Linked DNA regions of Rattus norvegicus: region 2 is linked to region 1. The links are chromatin contacts, called in public Hi-C maps. All regions are on one chromosome and are shown on one strand. The core of a region is the stretch at or near the end of the contact, and the rest is flanking DNA. Distances in the headings are between cores, read along the strand shown. Region 1 has its middle 7.1 kb from the start of Trnat-agu23. Region 2 overlaps LOC108348835 (a long non-coding RNA gene).

Evidence for each region. A called contact is a pair of places that touch in the nucleus more often than the background predicts.
Region 2: a Hi-C map of Schwann cells shows a contact between it and region 1, with 2.2 times the contacts expected there. The contact joins two enhancer-like sites.

Annotation. Positions count from the first base shown.
Region 1 is chr18:78,419,146-78,423,245 of GRCr8, reverse strand. No RefSeq gene overlaps it. Among named protein-coding and RNA genes, the nearest start is that of Trnat-agu23, 7.1 kb to the left of the region's middle. Within about 2 kb of position 2,070, at least 14 of the 93 cell types and tissues checked have an H3K27ac peak or open chromatin away from gene starts, as enhancers often do. A contact at or near this core is called in Schwann cells, where this site is marked.
Region 2 is chr18:78,516,937-78,521,036 of GRCr8, reverse strand. LOC108348835 (a long non-coding RNA gene) reads left to right here. Exons shown (of 3, transcript XR_001842172.3): 3 at 1-3,004. Among named protein-coding and RNA genes, the nearest start is that of Zfp516, 55 kb to the left of the region's middle. Within about 2 kb of position 2,141, at least 75 of the 93 cell types and tissues checked have an H3K27ac peak or open chromatin away from gene starts, as enhancers often do. A contact at or near this core is called in Schwann cells, where this site is marked.

The DNA.
Region 1 (4,100 bases), core at 821-3,320:
TAATGGTAGGAAGAGGGCTGGGCGTCTGGGCCAGCATAAGCTTCAAGAGAGACTTTGGCTCAAAGGAGACTAAACCAGGTTGACAAGGCTTTACCTCAGTCGTAGAGCACGTGCCTAGCATTGTGAGGTTGTAGATTTACCCCCAGCACTGAGAAGCCCATGAGCAAGTCAAGGAAATGAACCCCTGGATTCCATAGGAATCCATGGTCTTCTACCTCTGTGCAATCCCACCACCACATTCCCTTCCGGGAGACACAGTGACACAGGTGTTCTCTGTGAAGTCCCTGGGCACACCAGGGCAGGGTCCACCTCAAAGATCAGGGTGGCCAGTCAACTCCAGTGTGACGATGGAGCCTCCACACCCAGTGCCACACCCCCTGTCCAGCTGGTAGGGTAGCACATTAAGTACTCCTGACCCTGGCTTAGCCCCTCCCATTCTTACAGCTCAGACACACATCTCTTTTAATATTTTGAACTACATTGTGTGTGTGTGTGGTGTGTGTGTGGTGTGTGTGTGTTTGTGTGTGTGGTATGTGTGTGTTAAATGTGTATGTGTATGTGTGTGTGGTGTGTGTGTTATATGTGTATGTGTGTGTGGTGTGTGTTATATGTGCATGTGTATGTGTGTATGGTGTGTGTGTTATATGTGTATGCGTATGCATATGTGTGTGGTGTGTGTGTATGTCTGGTGTGTGTATGTGTGTGTCTGGTTGTGTATGTGTGTGTGTTTATCTGGTGTGTGTATGTGTGCATATGTGTGTATTTGTTGTGTGTGTGTGTCTGGTTGTGTATGTATGTGTGTTTATCTGGTGTGTGTATGTGTGCATATGTGTGTATTTGTTGTGTGTGTGTGTCTGGTTGTGTGTGTGTGTGTGTGTGTGGTGTGTGTGTGTTTGTGTGTGTGGTATGTGTGTGTTAAATGTGTATGTGTATGTGTGTGTGGTGTGTGTGTTATATGTGTATGTGTGTGTGGTGTGTGTTATATGTGCATGTGTATGTGTGTATGGTGTGTGTGTTATATGTGTATGCGTATGCATATGTGTGTGGTGTGTGTGTATGTCTGGTGTGTGTATGTGTGTGTCTGGTTGTGTATGTGTGTGTGTTTATCTGGTGTGTGTATGTGTGCATATGTGTGTATTTGTTGTGTGTGTGTGTGTCTGGTTGTGTATGTATGTGTGTTTATCTGGTGTGTGTATGTGTGCATATGTGTGTATTTGTTGTGTGTGTGTGTCTGGTTGTGTGTGTGTGTGTGTGTGTGTGTGCGCTCGCGCGCGCGCGCACGCGTGTAGGTCAGAGGACAACTTGTAAGAGTTATTTCCTTCCTCCTTGTGGGTCCTGGGAACCAATCAGGTACTCAGACTTGACCATAGGCTTTTACCTGCTGACCCACCCAGCCATAACTTCCTCTCTCTTAGTGTTTAGTTTTGAAACCTTGTCCTTCAGGTTTGTAGCTTTGTTTAGCTTTAGAGGTATCAAGAATTCAGTGTGTTGTAAAGGGGTCAGATAATCCCCAACTCCTGAAACCAACCAGACAATCGACATGTATTTAAAATGACATCCTGTTCTCGGGTCACACTTGGTGCTCCCTCCCTGCCCATTAAGAACACTGCTGCAGGCCCACCTCGACCCTCCCCAACAGATGAACTGATCTCAGGAAGCATTCCTGTCCCTGGTAGGATTACCCCTTGACCTGTTTCAGGGAAGCTCTGATGTCAATCAGAGCTTAGTCCCATGGACTTGCAGATGGCCACTCTGTGCACCTCGGAGGAGGAGGCTGAAAGTTGAGTACCGCTTTTCAAAGAGAAGAGCCACTTCCGTGGGGCCAAGGGAACTGCCCAGTGCCCACGCCAGGCAACCCTTAGCAGAACATTTTGTTTCTTCCTTTTTGTGAAGGTAATTCCAGACCCACAGGCGGTCAGTTTGACCCAGCTCCCATTCTAAATACAACAAGCTCTAACCCAGCCTCTGCCCTTTTTGGCAGGCAAATGCCACTTGCCTGGGACTGACGTCAGCAGGCCATTGTCAGCGTAATACTGTGTTACAGGGCAACAAATTTCAACAGCTACTGACTGAGTCAAAGTTGCTTTTTAGCCTAAGCCGTGGGTGTGGTGGCTATGGCTTCACTGGCCCGAACGCCCAGAGCACACAGACATTTCAGAAAACACGATATCACAAACCCACTCTAGGTCAAGTTTATCGAAAGCAAGCATTTCTGGTTAGGTCCTGAAGTCCAAAACTGAGCCTGTGTGTACTCGCTCTCCTAATCTTGATTTCCGTCCTCCTGCATCCCAGAGTGGGCTGTCAGACAGGAAGGACACAGGGATTTGGGCAGACTCTTAAACAGGTGTGAGTCATCTTTCCCTGAAAGATGGCTTTGTCTTTCCACTCTCTTCACAGTTTAAGGGGAGGCAACCACTCTCCAAGGTCAGGTGTTTGAGAAGGCCCCGGAAAAAGCAAACATGGAGGGCATGGATATTTAGTAGATAAATGACCACGTGTCTTACCTGTGTTGGTCATGTTAAATTAGCTTTGTCTAACTGTCTCTCGACTGCCCATCGCTGGACGGTATCCTGGAACTGCCTGGAGATCCCAGTCTGCTCAGAGTTATTATCAGAGCATCTGATGGTGACAGGCTCTAGGAGGATCATAACATAGACTAGTAGATACACAGGTGGGCAGAAGCATGTGGAACACTCCAAGGAGGGTACAGAAAGCAATGTCCAAGAAGAGGGAGCACACACGTTCGTCACACACACACACACACACACACACACACACACACACACACACACGCACATGCACATCCACACATACACACGCACAAAAGCACAGCCAAGGAATAAGAGAGGAAAAGATTTACTCTCTGCCACAGATCAGTTATGCCAAACCAATACTTTCCTTGAACAAAGGAAGCTTGGTGAATAGTTGTCTAACACAACTTTAGCCGCAGGCACACTGCTGAGCGTGCTTATATAGAAGTATTTTGCTGAGCATGCTCAGTCCAGGATCACAGCTGAAGAAAAGCAAGATGGCTTGCTTACTTAACCTAAGGTCCTGGAGCAGGTGTGCAGAAGGTTAAGGTGGTGACAGGAACTCTTGGGTAACTTGGGTAAGGTTTGCTCTCGTGCATCCTAAAGGTGGCAGAGAGGAACGCCCATGCACTCAGTGTAGGGGCTTGGCTTTTGCCAGCTTAACACAAGCTAGACTCGTCTAGGAAGAGAAACCTCAGCAGAGAAATGCCTCTGTCAGACTGGTCTACGGGCAAGCCTGTGAGGTGTGTGATTAACAATTGATGTGAAGGGCCTCACCCACTATGGGTGGTGCTACCCCTAGGCCAGTGGTCCTAGGTAATTTAAGAAAGCTACCTTGAGCAAGCTAGAAAAACAAGCCAACAAGCAGCATCTCTCCATGGTTCCTGCTGCCGTGGTTTCCCTCAGTGATGTGCTGGAATCGAGAAGTATGAGCTGAATAAACCTTGTCATCCCCATATTGGTTTTGGTCATTTTATTTTTTTTTATCACAGCAATCTAGAACACTCAGCTTTCTCCAAAAGGCTTTGGCTGGAAAGGAAATGTAACTAGAATTTTAAAGCAGGAGCCCCGGCCCCAGCAAGCGGGGCAGTCTCCACCTGGCCAAAGGATACAATGACTCAGTTCTTCTTTAGGGTACGAACAGGAACTTTTAAGTTCAAGGAAGAATGGGGCAGGGCAGGGAACACATTCATCATTGCTCGGTCCTGGTCAAATGTTGGGCTTGGAGTTCCTGGCCTCACTTCTAGTACTGCTGGATGGTACCAAGAGGAGAAGCTATTAACGTCATCCCTGGGGAAAATCAATCTGGTTTCTGTAAGACATTACTTCGGCTCCAGGATGCAGCCTGGTAATTGTCTGGGAGCGGTCTGTCTTGAGAGGCTCTGTCCATCTGGATGGAAAGGTGACTGCCTGCTCAAAATGTGTGTCAGCCGGTTTCCAAGACGCTCATTGTTGTTAATAAGTCTCGCTCTTCCTTTGTCTCTTCCCCCAGATTTACTGTCTTCATCCGGGGGCAGAGAGTTGAACTTTGTAGTTACATTGTTACACTGTGGAGTCTTGTTGATCCAT
Region 2 (4,100 bases), core at 892-3,391, 98 kb before region 1:
CTTTCCAAAGCCATCTTCTCAGTGACAAAGACTTTTCTGGAAGCCTTTGGAATAGTGATGGTGGATTGTTACTGTGGTTCAGGCACCTCGGGAAGCTCCAGGGGTTGGGGGTGACTTCCCAGCAGATGGTCAAACCCTCCCTTGGTGCTGGCAGAAATGAGAGTGACAAGGGTGTCACCGAGCTTGAGCACAAGAATTGGGGAATAAGTGGACAGGCCAGGACGTGAGGCTTCAGACAAGGGCTTGCAGCTCAAATGTTCGTCAGACAGTGCAGGGGGGAAGGAAAATGAGCACACATCAGAGAAAGACTCCGGGTAAACAGGGCAACTTTTCCTCATTACGTAACCGTTGTAGAATTAAAGCATGAGAAACCAGACTCTGGGTGATGCATGGCAAGTATAATGACATTCAGCAGACCCTGGCTGTGCTCAGGGCACAGCTCTTACTTTTCACAGCCATTTGTTTGCTGCTTCTTCCCCCAGTGCTGTTACCACCACGTGGAGCCGCTGATCTGTTAGAGAACTGAACGTGTGAAAATTCCGAGACTTTCTTTCCCAGGGTTTCCTGGGTAACTCTGAGGACTGAGAGGAATGGGTGAAGTTACCTGCTTCCCTCCATCTTGAAGGCAGTTCCACTGGCACAGAAGAGCAGGTGTCCTTCCCTTGGGACAGTCCGGGCCTGTTCCCTTTGTCTCCATTTTCTGTTTATGGCTGTGTATGTGTAAGAGCCCAGGAGTACATAGCATGATCAGGTACACCAATCTTCACCCAACCCCTCTGCATTGGCGAGAGAGCTTCCATAGTTTGAAGAAAGGATCCTGCCAGGCCACAGTGGGCATGGCAGAACTCCAGGGAGCCAGTGCTGACAGCTGGAAGGACCCTCCTTTTGTTGACTGGGATCACCAGTCTTTATACTCTTATACCGAGCCCACCTGACAACACTACTATTGTTTTTCTCTATAATGGATGGCCACATAGAAGTAATTCGTTTAGAAGCTGAACTATTTTAGGGAGGATCCCTCACAAAAAAAGTTTTTCAACAAGTCTTAGACAATGTGAGTTTATAGGTAGACAGAGGCCATGGAAAAGAGTTTGGGAATAGCAGAAAAAACCAGAAAAAAAAATGTGACATTTTCTTCAAAGTCATGGAATTTCTAAGCCTGGGTATAGATCGCATCTGTGTGATACGAGGTGAATCATTTGACTCCTTCAGACTCAAGTTCCCCCGTTTGCAACATGACAGTGACTTCTATGGCTGGGTGTGACCGGGGAAGACCCACACAGCCTTCAATTGTGCCTGGAGGCAGACACTGCTCATGAAACAGCTTGGGTGAGGTAAGAAAGTCCCCAGCTTTTCTCCCTCCGTGGTCCTCACTCCAGAGTGACCGAGGTGTTAGTCTGTTGGTGCCTGTGTTTACCGTTTGTAACTTTCTCTTCAGTCAGACCTGAAGAGAAGCAACTTGGAGAAGGAAGGATTTACTCTGGCTCACGCTTTGTTAGATTCGATGCAACAGGATGGGAGTAGTTCCTGGCTGTGGCTTGGGAATGCCACAGGAATGCCACAGAAAGTCAGGAGGGCTGCTCACATCTTGGCTGTGAACAGAAAAGAGGGACACGGAAGAAAACAAGGTCAGGCTGTGAGCCTCAAGGCCCACCTCCCAGTAATCCACTTCCTCCAGCATGACTTAATCACCTCCCAGTTACAACTTCCCCAGTACAGCGCCACCATCTGGGGACCAAGAGTTCAAACATATGAGTGGGGATGGGGGTGGATTTCACATCCAAACAATAACGTGACTGCTGTCCTCATTGTAAATGTAAAAACGATGCTGTCGGATTATTTCACAAATATTAGAACAACTTGATGTTGATACCCGATTTGAAAGAAGAGTGCCGGACTGAACCATTGCGGTTATTCAGCTGATTGGTTAAACTTCTGTTATCTGGGCTTTTGCAAGCCTCCACTTCCACAACTGTGAAGTGGACATTTTTCACCTTCACGCCCAGATAGATTCCTGTGGGGGGAGAGACTGAGATCATTTATGGGCAGGTTTCTCAGTCTGCCTTTCAAAGCTGTTGGGCATCAGGCCCCCACTGGCCTTTCCAGAGCTAGCCAAGTACTTTCCCAATTTTCGAGTGGTTTAAAACGTAACAAGCCAAAGAAATGTTAGCTGGAATGATAGGTCAATTTAACTGACCTCAGATGGTTGCAGAAACAATTCGCTGATTCATTGAATCTGCCGAGCACAGGACTTTTAGTATTTTTCTGTTAAAGGAGATCCCTTTACTATTTTATCGTTTAACTGGAGAATATCTGTTTATAGACAGCTTGTTTGTTCCGAATTGTCCCTTTGTCTCCCCCTCGCTCTGCAGGCTGCTTTTTTAGGGGAAGTGCCCGTGTGCAGGCACCATTTCTTAAGTGTTTTTGGAGGTTTTTTTTTTTTTTTTGACTTGAGGGTATTTATGGACAGGGACTCAGGTTTCAGGGGGGAGGGGTGAAAGGAGAAGAGCTTCGGCCAATTAGAAGGCGCTCTGGCTTAGCTCATTTGCATCTCACAGCCCACTCTGCAGCGGCGCAGCGACTCCCGGAGAATTGTCGTTAGGGCGACGTCGCAGCTTAGCTATGGTTTCCCCGCTGCCAGGGTCCTGCCAGGGTCGTTCGATGATCGATGTTTCTGGAGTGCATGAGGCGCTCAGGCCCGCAGAGCTGTCTGGCGATGGTAAAGTCGCGCCCATCATGTGATCACACCTGAAAAAGACAGAATGGCAATGAGCCTTTTGCTCCCTGGTATCATTGCGCTCAAAAACACTGATTGATAGCTTGCTATTTCTCTTTGGTGCAGTGTGACATCAGGGCCTACAACAGGGCAAGCACATATGAAAAGGCTTTTAATACAAAAGCCCATCCCCCCTTTTTTGCTTTTTTTTTTTTTTTGGTTCTAAAATTGGGAAGTGTGTAACTAGGGCCAAAACTCAAACCAAAACAAAAAGGTATTAAATAAACCTTGAATTAACTGTACTCCTGTATTCATTCTCCCTACATTTTCTGTAAAGACTTTCTTGAGTTCTAATATTTCATGTTTCCAGTTTCGCGATGCTCTCTGGTCACCTCCAGATGTGGCCTATAGGCCCACAATTGAAAATAGATCTTATGTGAGGATCTGCATCAAAGCCTGTAATGAAGGCCAGAAAAGAGTCAGGAACCTTTCTAAACACCCTCTAGGCTGGGGCACTGTGGGGTTCCAGGAGTAATTCTAGAGGGGGGTGGGGTGGGGGGCAGGAGTGGGGATTAAACTTCCAAAATGCAATGTTAATATTTGTTTGCATGAAGCCATTTAAGGAGAAAATAAAAACGGAAAGGAAAGCTCAGATACAAATGTGATTTGTGCCAGACACACCCAGGCCAGAGGTGGGAGGAGTGTACATTTAGCAACAGAGGGGAAGGAGAGGCAAGAAAGGAGACAGCAGACTCCCAACACATTGCCTTCTAGGATGTTTTTCTCTGAAGGCCTTCAACCTTTCTCATCTGCAAAGCTCTCTGCAGTACTGTCTTCCCAGGAGATCCAGCACTGTCCCCATTTGCTTCAGACATGGAAGTGAGCCATACTTCAGCGTTTGCGGCAAAGAAGTGAATAGGAAAATCGAAGAAGCATTAAGGTCTACATCACGCTTAGAGATTCCCCCCCCCCTTAAAAATCTGTTGGAATAAACTATTATACAGTTTTATATTGAATTTTGGCTCATAGATAATGACAAAAGCCACACAGAGAGACCGAGAAGCTGGGCTTCCGCAGTCTCGCTCCAAATTCGTCCTCCTTCATCCTGTCCCCTAGAGTGAGGTACAAAGCGGAGGGTAACTAAGTGGCTGCCAGACATCTGGGGTTTTCCACAGCCCTGGCACGACAGGGTTGCCAGGTTGGCTGACGGTAAGGCCATGGCACAGAGGAAGCTACCAGTAAAAATTAGAGCGAGACACATATCTGGAAGACTTTTAATTTTTATCCGACACTAAAACTGGCTGAGAGCCATGCCTGGTTGGTCTGTCAAGAACGTCAAGTAGGAAGACTCTAGTGCAAAGTTCCTTTGCAATGTCTGAGCATG